3 separate regions of the Mus musculus genome follow, and all the other regions are linked to region 3. Evidence: chromatin contacts called from public promoter capture Hi-C data. All regions are on one chromosome and are shown on one strand. The core of a region is the stretch at or near the end of the contact, and the rest is flanking DNA. Distances in the headings are between cores, read along the strand shown.

Region 1 (3,559 bases), core at 647-3,146, 550 kb after region 3:
TGAGCAATGTTACCTTTAGACACGGTCCGCAGTTACCGATAACCGGTGCGGGAAATGAGGTGTTCTCATTTTTCGAGTATTCTAAGCTTGGAAATGCACAGAGTTAGCTCAGATATAAACTAATTTAACATGAGTCAAGGACAGCGTGTACTGGAGCTAGCTGACAAGACTGGAGCTGTGGCTCCCAGACAACACACTTCCCTGTGCTGCTGTCCTCAGGACAGGAGGGGCTGGGGCAGTTTCCTACATGATCTCCCTACAACTCTAAAATCCTGTGCCACGTGGCAAAGTTCATGAATATTCCAGTCAATAAATGTAAATACAGATGAGTTAGGAAATTATGTTTTCTGTTTATTGGCTTACATAAAGCCTAAGCCTGGCTTTTCGGTGTCTATAGAATGAAAGAAGTCTAAAAACTGATCAGTGAAAGTTTAGTTTTCAGAGTCTTAAGAAATTGGACCATAACTCAATTGTGAAAAATCATAGCAACCTTCCAGATGAAAGTTGAATGTGTGCTATACAGTGAGCAGGCACTTCTGCTTTGCTCTGGGTCCCTCAGCAGAGGCAGGCGGATTTCTGAGTTCGAGGCCAGCCTGGTCTACAAAGTGAGTTCCAGGACAGCCAGGGCTACACAGAGAAACCCTGTCTCGAAAAAACAAAACAAAACAAACAAACAAACAAATGTCTCACATGCTATGGGTTACTGCTGCTTTCGTAGAGTGTCGGGGCCCTGGTCTTACTGCTGTGATACACATGCATGATTGTTGGAAGCTGAGTGAAAACTGTATCCCAGGTGGATTTGATCCCCTTTCTTGTCTACTGTGCCTGGTGTGTCCTGTAGGTTACTGATCCGAATCAGAGCCCCAGGCTGCTCCTTCCACAGTGTCCTAACACGGCTCTTGCAGACCATGATCAGAAAAGCCTGTTTGAGTAGTCCTAGCCTCTGACTGTGGAGTTGCTCTGTGTTAAGACCCAAGGGAGTCCAAACAGAGATGAGTCAGGGCCTGGCACCAATCCTAAGCTCCGCCTGCTGCTAAACAGAACGGCTATTTGCTGTCACTTGGAGTCTTTCTAGGCCTCCAGGAAGAAACAAATACTTTAGAAGCCAAAACCCCAAAGCAAAGTAAAGAAAACAGAACTGTTCACACGTCCAGCAACGATTCACTGCTGAGTCCCTAGACATGGGAGGAGTGGAGTAGGGGTAAAAGCAGATGAACTGTGCAACTTGACTTCTCAACCACAAGGCCTCTCTCTCTTCCACTGTCCCTAGGGGTGGCCTTTTGCCTCTGAAGTCTTGGAATTTCAAAACTAGACTTTGAAGTTAATCTCTATTGTTAACCCATAATACACCTTTCTCCTCCTTATATTAATTTTTGTTGTATTTTTAAAACCATCTCTATTAAAATTATTCTTTCACTTAAATATTTAAAATATTCACTCTTCTCTGTCATCCTGGGAGAAGTCACTAAAAACCAAAACTCCTGTGTAGAAGAATATCATAGAATGAGTGAGTCCCTTTAGAAAATAACCACGAACTGACCACTGGAGACACCAGTGCTTTTTGCACTTTCCCAGAAGTTGAGGAGGGGCCAGTGGTTATCTGAGAACTTTATAAATGCCTGTGTTTTGTGGCTTCATAGCCTCCTGGATATACCAGCTTTACTTCTGCTGGAAGCCCCTCTGGATTCCTACCATCCCTTAAAAAAAATAGGTACCCGTGTAAGTGTCTTCTTTTCCTTTAGACACTATTGAGTCCTGTGATTAGCTTAGCAAAAGTCATGTACCTTGTACCTGAACTGGAGGCATGGCTGGCTGATCCTTCTGGGTCCTTCCACGAGTGTTCTTCCCCTGCTCTGTCAATAACTGAGCCTCCGTTGCTTTTCCTTCTCAGATGCTAAGCTCTAGTCTATGCTGGGTATTGTGATGTCATAGACTAGAATTTTCCCTACCCCCACTACCCAGCTGAGATCTTCCCACCCACATCACTAACAGTCTCTCAATTTTCATTTACTTTAGCACTCAGGACCTTTTGAAATCTCCGGAAAGAAACATTGAAGACTGTGGTGGTTGGAATATGCTTGGACCAGGGAGTGGCACCATTAGGAGGTGTGGACTTGTTGAAGAAAGTGTGTCACTATGGGGGTAGGCTTTGAGAGAGCTTCCTACTAGTTGCCTGGGGATGCCAGTATTCTGTTTATCTTTTTTTAAAAAAATTTTTATTAGGTATTTTCCTCATTTACATTTCCAATGCTATCCCAAAAGTCCCCCATACCCTCCCCCCCCCACTCCTCTACCCACCCACACCCACTTTTTGGCCCTGGCATTCCCCTGTACTGGGGCATATAAAGTTTGCAAGTCCAATGGGCCTCTCTTTCCAATGTTGGCCTACTAGGCTATCTTTTGATACATATGCAGCTAGAGTCAAGAGCTCCGGGGTACTGGTTAGTTCATTATGTTGTTCCACCTATAGGGTTGCAGATCCCTTTAGCTCCTTGGGTACTTTCTCTAGCTCCTCCATGGGGGCTCTGTGATCCATCCAATAGCTGACTGTGAGCATCCACTTCTGTGTTTGCTAGGCCCCGGCATAGTCTCACAAGAGAGCTATATCAGGGTCCTTTCAGCAAAATCTTGCTAGTGTATGCAATGGTGTCAGCATTTGGAGGCTGATTATGGGGTGGATCCCTGGATATGGCAGTCTCTAGATGGTCCATCCTTTTGTCTCAACTCCAAACTTTGTCTCTGTAACTCCTTCCATGGGTGTTCTGTTCCCAATTCTAAGAAGGGGCAAAGTGTCCACACTTTGGTCTTTGTTCTTCTTGAGTTTCATGTGTTTTGGAAATTGTAACTTATATCTTGGGTATTCTAAGTTTCTGGGCTAATATCCACTTATCAGTGAGTACATATCATTTGAGTTCTTTTGTGATTGGGTTACCTCACTCAGGATGATGCCCTCCAGGTCCATCCATTTGCCTAGGAATTTCACAAATTCATTCTTTTTAATAGCTGAGTAGCACTCCATTGTGTAAATGTACCACATTTTTTGTATCCATTCCTCTGTTGAGGGGTCTGTTTACCTTTCTGAACAAGATGTAGAACTCTCAGCTCCTCCAGCACCATGCCTGCCTGGACACTGCCATGCTTCCTGCCATGATAATATTGGACTGAACCTCAGAACCTGTAAGCCAGCCCCAATTGAATGTTGTCCTTTATAAAAGACACCTTGATCATGGTATCTGTTCACAGCAGTAAAATCCTCACTAAGACAAAGACCATCCATCTCACCTGCTTTACACATAATAGCATTGATAGCCTGGATGGTGAAGTGTCTGAGCTAACTAGAGCCCAGAGGCCCTCTGTGTTGTGCTCTAACCCTTCTGGACACATTGCATTTATATCCTGATCTCCTGTCCAGAGTTCAACAACAGCAGGGGTTTCTGGCAGGAAGCTCAAGAGACTACCTGCATCTGCATGACACGAAGCCATCCAAATAAAGTGCATTGCAGTAATTGAGCATTCGCAGTAGAGACCACTCATTTTTCTAACAACCTATAGATGCCAG
Region 2 (3,710 bases), core at 641-3,140, 820 kb after region 3:
TCATGGTTACTCCCTTTCTTTCAGCTCAATCTGACATTGAAGCATCAGTCTCCGCCAGGAACATCAGAAGGTTACTAAGTTTCCAGCGATATCTCAGATCCTCACGAGTTTTTCGGGGTGCCACAGTTTGTAGTTCTCTAGACATTTTAGATGAGGATTACAATGGACAAGCCAAGGTTTGTACAACTTCTTCAAAATGAGTTGCTTGATAAGTTTACTGGGGCCTCCTCTAAAACACTGATTTAGATGCCCTGTCTGAATTGAGCCATTTTTGAGAGTTTAGAGCTGGTTGTTTCTAAGTAGGTATAACGGAGCAAGGAAAACTTCTGAGATAAAGTAGTAAGTGCATTTGTTTTCTTAATTTTCTATATTAGTTACTTAATAGAACATTAAGTAATGAGTTGATCAGCAGGACAATCAACTTTAAGCTAGCACAGAGTTGGGTGCTGGGAAGAATGTGAGCCCGGGCCTGATCTGATGCTTTAGTGCTGTTGATAAGGACACCGGGGTCTGTATCTCACTACAGATGTGCTTGCCCCATAGTTCCATACAGACAGCTCAGGAAGGTGGGGCCATCTTTTTCAGTCAGATGATATTGAAGGTTTAGCTAATCTTAACCGAAATGGTATTAGTAAGAATTATTTACTTTATTCTTACAGACTTTTCAGGAAATGTCTTAAGTAAGATAGAAGTGAAATGGGTTTGGTTTTGATCAAATGGGATTTCATATAATCTTGAATTTTAATGTACCTGAACTTATTTGTTCCTTAAATTTTACAGGCCAGATTTCTAAAGTTATATAGACTGGCTGCAGGGTGTCTTCTTTGAAGTTTCATTACAATATAAAGAAAAGAATCATTCCCTGCTTAGTAGATCAGTCAGTGGGAACTGTTGACCTGCTGTCGCGGTTAGAGTGTTGACCTGTGTGTTATTGCTGGTTCCTGACACTGTGCTTTCAACCTTCACAAGTGTCACACTAATATTACTTGTGGTGTTTAATTCTTCATCTTATACCACAGCAAACTTAGGGATACAAAATAAAAACCTTTACTTTAAAAGCGCACACTTCTGTGCCGTGGACTTTGGATGTGTTTGTTGTCTACAGTGTGTATCATCCTCAGAGCTGACTGCTTTACTGCTAGGTTTGAATGATATTTAAAGATTGTCAATAAATACCCCAGAATTCAGCAAAAGAAAAGAAAGAAATGGTTAGCAAGCCATGCATGCCTTTAATCTCCCAGCACCCAGGAGGTAGAGGGAGAAAGATCTCTGTGTTCGAGGACAGCCAGAGCTATGTAGAAAGACCCTGTCCCAAAATAGCAAAACAAACAAACAAACAACCCTGAACAGCAAATACTTGAGTGACAGTGTGGTGTGGGTTTACTGTGCTCTCCAAGTCCCTGACCTTGGACTCTTCAGTCACCATGACAGCTTTCTGCTACAGCTGAGCCATGGTACTTACTGCCTGTTCCCAGGAGTCGGTGAGGCTTGAGTGCCTCGCCTGCTCACCAGGTACCCAGTAGAACTCGCTGCCAGACTTTTAAAATCTGATTTAAGACTGCAGCACATGGACTATTTGATGGTGAATTGTTTCAGAATTCTCCTAAATTTGTAGGCCATAGGAACAGGGTGGAAGACTGACCTGACCTCTCTATGATTAACTGAAAAACAAAAGAATTTGTTCTCAAGTGGAATTTATTTCTCTAGAGAATATTTGAGCCAGTGGAAAGAGTCATAACTAAGAAGAGGCTGAGAGCAGAGTGTGGTGGCACACTCTGGTACGCCCCATTCTTGGGAGGCTGAAGCAAGAGAATTGCCGTGAGCTGTAGACAGGGCTGTACAGTGCAACCCTGCCCACAAACCTAGAACAGAACGTGAACGAAGGTAAATGATCTCGGCGTCTCTCAAAGCCAGTCAGCCACTTGGTCGTTTCCATGAACGTTGCTATGGTCTATCTGCCGAAAGTGGGTCTTACTGAGATTAAATTACAGTAGAAATGTTTGGTTTTCATTTCAGTGTATGCTGGAAAAAGTTGGAAATTGGAATTTTGATATCTTTCTGTTTGATAGACTAACAAATGGTAAGTGAAGCATTTGACAATACTCGAGTTTCTGTGGTCATTCGCCTATGTTGAAGCTTTAGTGTGCTCTGTCCTTGCTGTCATTCACTTGGACTGTGACCCTGTGCCAGCATTTTGTCTTTGTTAGTCACTTTTCAAAAAAACAACAGAAATCATTTCACAATTTTTGTTTTTACTATTAGTCTTGACAGTAATCACTTCATCATGACTGGACCAGTTGGCAGTTATTACTGCCGTTTTTAATAACTCAGCCTGAGTCTCACTGCAGTCTTCATTTTCTCTTCTCAGTTTCTTCAGCGTGTGACTGTTTACAGTGGCATCTTCTGACGCAGTTTTCCATGTAGTTAGATTTTTCCCAAAGGCCTGCTCCCCCAAGCTGCTTGCTTTCTTGAGTGTGCTGGCCCCGAGCCTTTTTTCTTACCTGCTGCAGAGGATTAGCGTGGTTCCACAGCCTGCCTTTGGCACTGCCTCCCCACGCTGGAGAAGAGCGTATCGTCAGACTCTGTGACAGTTAAGAGAGGTTTGGAGAAATGTTACATAGGTCATTCTAAGCTCTCCTGCCCCAGCTGAGCCCAGCTTTTATGTGGGGTTGATATTGCTTTTTTTTTTTTTAATTCTCTTTATAATCAAAACTGGGTTCTATTTGGAAACTTTTTTTTTTTTAAGAATAACATATTTGACAGATTCTTGGTGATACTTACCTGTCTTTGCCCCTTTGCCAAAGTAGGTTTTTAATAGAATTACACAAAGAATTCAGTTTTTCTGTTGCTAGGGACGGAGTAATGTGTCCCCTGCTTGACTTTAAAGTTACCTGCTTTTCTTTTCTTCTAGAAATGTGTTTATTTATGGAGGTGTGTATGCACATGCCCACAATACACATGTGGAAGCCAGAGGATAGCATGCTGTTGTGGGTTCTCTTTCCTGTCTATGGATTGCAGGGTTCCAACTCAGTTTGTTGAGCTTGTAGATACAAGTACCTTACCCAGTGACCGCTGCCACCTTCCCCAGCACTGCTGTGGTTGTTTGGGTGTCACTGTTACTTTCTCGAGAAGGGCTCTACCTGCCCTGCTTATCTCTGCACTGCAGACAGGAAGTAGATGAGCCTGAAGGGCAAGGTGGTGGGGACCTTAAGGTTTGCCTGTGTCGGAACAGCGCCAGGCATCACTGCTCTTCCCCTGTCGCTATCTTTTACCCTTGGGTGCTTTGTGTCCTGTTGCTCTCTCTGCCTCTCGCTGGCTGCATCTAGCCATGGTGCCCTAACGAAAAGGCAATTTACCTTCCTCTAGGCCTTGTGGGGATTGTTCTTTCTCTTTTTCTTTCTTTTTTTTTTAATACAAGCAGTGAATTATTAGATGCCCACCTCCTTCAAGATTTGTGAAATTTTTCTTTTCTAACTCAACACAAACATAACTTCAGTTATTATCATAAGATAAATATAGATGAAACAACACCAGCCATAACATTTTTAAAGACTAGCCTTATATAAACTGATAGCTCATAGTCTATTCTTGGGCTGCTAGGATGCCTGCCATTCCTTAATATAGTTGCTCTTTTCTAAATTTGATTTTTAAAAAGTGCACAACCTGTTAGTCAGGGTCTTAGGATGAAAGCTAGTGAGTGTGTCTGTATT
Region 3 (3,548 bases), core at 96-2,595:
GTTAAAACCATAAACATACCATAATTTTATTATCTAATCTTTTACTTACAACTCCTGTGTAATAGCGTAGTCCAACAACTTGTCCTCTCATAGTTCCAAATAAAACCAAATCTTGCTCTTCATCACTCGTTAGGAAGTCATCTGGAGGAATAATGTCTTGGAATTCAAAATGTGGCAAGAAAGTTGAGTATGAAAGTCTTGGAATATTTTCGTGTGATCCATACTGGACAGACTGCGAATACTTCCAAACAGGACCCCTGTTTTAAAACAAAACAAAAAACCAAAAACAAAACAGGACTTGTTTTTCTTTTTTTGGTTTTTCGAGACAGAGTTTCTCTGTATAGCCCTGGCTGTCCTGGTCCCCTAACCCCTTCCCCTCTTCTCTTTCCTTTTCTGAAACTGGGTTTCTCTGTGTAGCCTTGGCTGTCCTACTCGCTCAGTAGACCAGGCTGGCCTCAAACTCAGAGATCCACCTGCCTCTCCCTCCCAGGTACTTGGCTACCACTGCCCGCTATGAAAATAACTTTAAATTTTAACATAAATGCATCCACAGCATCCTCTGCTTTAACTCCTTTGGAACAGAACACATTTTAAATCGAGCATCTAAATTGTGACACTATAGAGAACTGACCTTGAAGCCCCATTATTTTAAAGGATAGGGATAATTGTTGCAAAAATGGGCATGAAAACCACAGTAGATGATGAAAAGAGGTGTTTGCTGGAAGCCTCCTAGAAGATGTAGTTCTCCTAAAAACACACGGGGCTATCAAGTCGCGAGTTTCCCTCTCAGCTCCTCTGCAAATATGCTTTAGTGCGCTTTTGCATAGTGCCGGGAAATACAAGTTGGAAGCTGTTACCATAACAATGCCTAGCGAACAGTGGGATAACATTGGTGAATAAATCACCCCCCGCTTCCACCCCCCCCGCCACCCCCCCCCCCCCCCCCCGCCAAGCCCTTGACGCAGATTCTCCGAGGTCGCAGCCACTCTGGTCAGCCGCGACAATGCATTGGTGCCTCCAGGAGCAACACCGGCAAGCGACCCGCAGAAGGGATGCAAACTGCACCTATAAAGCGCCCGGGCGCGCACCTTCACTAGAATAGAGCGCAGAGCAATTGGCCTCACGCCCAGCCCCCCTCAGCCCTTCACCTCGTGAACGTATAGGACATGGCGCGGGGCGGGGTGACTTCGGGATGCCCTGGGCTCCCCAGATCTTCCCAGACAGCCTGATAAAGCTCCTCAAGGCGTCGTGGCCCAGGCGCCGGAATCCAAATCAGAACCGCCAGGCCGCGTCCGCCCGGTGAGACGTGTCCACACCACTCCTTCCTGCAACAGTCTGAGAAACCGGTGACGTTCTGCGATCGGCACCGCCAGGGCCCAATCCAAAGGAAGAGTCTACGAAGACCAACCAATCACAATACAAGAGGGTGGGGAGCTCCGCCCAGTGCTGCGATTCAAAGGCAGTGCGGCGCGTCCGGGTTCTACCTGGTTCTTCCGCAGTCCGAGACGCCTTGCACGGTAAAACATCGAGGCTTCTTGAGTGAGCCACAGGGCTCAAGGTTCTGACGGACTAGGGGGAAAGAGGTCTTCTAGCCACTGCCCTAACTCCTCAAGGATGTCCCCATAGGTCAGACGCTCCCTATCTGATGGAATGCCTAACAGGGCCTACTCCAGTAGGAGCCCTGGGTGGGATACCTGCATTTCCTCTGCTGAGCCCTGACTCTATTTATTCTTAGCGACCTCCGTGTATGCGAGACCCTGAGTTCTGGAAATCTGAATGAGAACTTACGAATTTCCTTCTCCCATCTCGCTTTTATTGTGTTTAAAGAAATTTTTTTCCCTTGGTAGAAGAAAGCCATAAAGTAATACAACCTTATAGCTCTTGCTGAAAAAGGCAGACTGGTCCAACATTAGTTGTAAGGTCCGAGGTGGTGGCTGGGGCTACGTGTGTTTTCTTAGGAAAATGAAGGAGGCACTATAAAGAAACTTTTTTTTTCTCTCTTTTTTTTTTTAATTAGGTATTTACTCGTTTACATTTCCAATGCTATCCCAAAAGTCCCCCATACCCACCCACTCCCCCTTTTTGGCCCTGGCGTTCCCCTGTACTGGGGCATATAAAGTTTATATGTTTATACTTTATAATCTAAAGGGACATTTCACTTTGGAGTTTTGTATGCAACAGTATCAGGCAAGGTAAAGGTAATTCCAGCATCTTGAAAGACCATAAAACTACTTTTGATGAAGCAGCCATTAACTGCTGCATCTTCTGCTGCACCAACAGTAGGAAGCTAAAGGTATTGCCCAGCCAAACATAATAGGGTGTGCTGTAAACCATCGGAATGTCTAGATGTGTTTGTAAACATTTTAAACACTGGAAGTCATCCTTCCTAGAGTGGTCCATTTTATGCTTCCATCAGCAGAGGATGAAAGGTGGTCAGTAAGATGTTTTAAGAGGCACATGTTCATTGTCTTAAATATTGATGATCTGTGAACTAAAAGTAAAATGTGACCATTTGAGGATTGTCTGCTGGAATGGCACCCTAGGGAATGCTATGATAAAAAGAAAGGAGAGAGAGAGAAGCAAAAACAAGAAAACTAACTTTAACAGTATTAAGAGACAATTTATGCTGGAGGCAAATATCAGTCATTGGCCTGGGAACACAGAATTAGGCCACCCCAAGTGCTATGTTTCAATTGAAGCCATTTCATGAAGCTTTTATACTAACAGGACAAAGAAAGTCATAAATCAAGATACTTTCCAAATATATTTGGTGTGACCATTAGGTAGGTGGGAAAGAGTATTACAGGGAACCTTTATTAGAGACCTAAGATACTGACATTATCCTTAGCTGTTTAGTTTGCTGAGTGGTAGCACTGTATGTACATTCCAAATGATTTACCCTGTGGTCACAGAAACATGTTAAGTGCAGAGGAGGACAATAAGTAGCAATTAAGAAGGCTAGAGATGGCCTAAGAAAATTTGGCTCTGGGTTTGCAGCATTTGAAATGCTGCACAATCATTGTAGCTCAGTTAATCAGCCTTACAGAAGATTCATTTGATGGCGCATCATCTTCCCTGGGATTTTTGTGCATGTTAAACAGGCACTCTTCCTCTGAGTTACATCTCTAGCCCTCACTGAGAATCTGAAGAATGAAATATTTCATTCCCCCAACAGGAAACTTACTGCAGATAATGTTTCGTTTGCTTCGGATATTTTACTTTCTTCATGGTATATTATGATACAAATGCAAAGTTGGGTTTTGGGTTTTTGTTTGTTTTTTTTTTTTTCCAGTATTAGGTATTGAATCTTAGGGCCTGTCCAACCTGGGAAAGCTCTCTATCCACAGCCTTTATTTTATTTGAAACTTTGTGACAAGGACTCAGAAAGTTACCCAGGCTGGGGATTCTGAGGGCAACTTTGATCCTGAAGCAGAAGCCTCAGCCTCCACAGTAACTGGTAACATTTTATGTGTAAAATTAAGAAAGCTATGCTCATTGGACTAAATAATAAAATTCCTTATAACATGGTTCTTTAACAGCATTTTTTT

Evidence for each region. Promoter capture Hi-C pulls out the DNA fragments that hold promoters and counts their contacts.
Region 1: a contact with region 3 is called in a promoter capture Hi-C map of hippocampal neurons, with 6 times the contacts expected there. The contact joins the promoter of Dnajc5b here to the promoter of Hltf in region 3. A contact is called at or near these places in 21 of 39 promoter capture datasets (the 3T3-L1 cell line, 3T3-L1-derived adipocytes, the C10 cell line and 12 more), 7 of 484 Hi-C or Micro-C datasets (the G1E-ER4 cell line, the HL-1 cell line, cerebral cortex and 2 more), 7 of 115 datasets of contacts at active chromatin or transcription factors (astrocytes, embryonic forebrain, embryonic stem cells and 3 more) and 1 of 9 other capture datasets (macrophages).
Region 2: a contact with region 3 is called in a promoter capture Hi-C map of 3T3-L1-derived adipocytes, with 4 times the contacts expected there. The contact joins the enhancer-like site here to the promoter of Hltf in region 3. A contact is called at or near these places in 9 of 39 promoter capture datasets (the 3T3-L1 cell line, 3T3-L1-derived adipocytes, the C10 cell line and 5 more), 3 of 115 datasets of contacts at active chromatin or transcription factors (bone marrow-derived macrophages, large pre-B cells and memory CD8 T cells) and 1 of 9 other capture datasets (liver).

What each region holds. Positions count from the first base shown.
Region 1 is chr3:19,506,932-19,510,490 of GRCm38.p6, reverse strand. Dnajc5b (DnaJ heat shock protein family (Hsp40) member C5 beta) reads right to left here and starts at 1,896. Exons shown (of 5, transcript NM_025489.3): 1 at 1,785-1,896.
Region 2 is chr3:19,239,516-19,243,225 of GRCm38.p6, reverse strand. It overlaps Pde7a (phosphodiesterase 7A), which reads left to right. Exons shown (of 13, transcript NM_001122759.2): 4 at 25-176; 5 at 2,017-2,080. Among named protein-coding and RNA genes, the nearest start is that of Mtfr1, 53 kb to the right of the region's middle. Within about 2 kb of position 1,890, at least 51 of the 459 cell types and tissues checked have an H3K27ac peak or open chromatin away from gene starts, as enhancers often do. A contact at or near this core is called in memory CD8 T cells, where this site is marked.
Region 3 is chr3:20,055,608-20,059,155 of GRCm38.p6, reverse strand. Hltf (helicase-like transcription factor) reads right to left here and starts at 1,345. Exons shown (of 25, transcript NM_009210.3): 1 at 1,149-1,345; 2 at 50-257. The coding sequence starts at 1,168.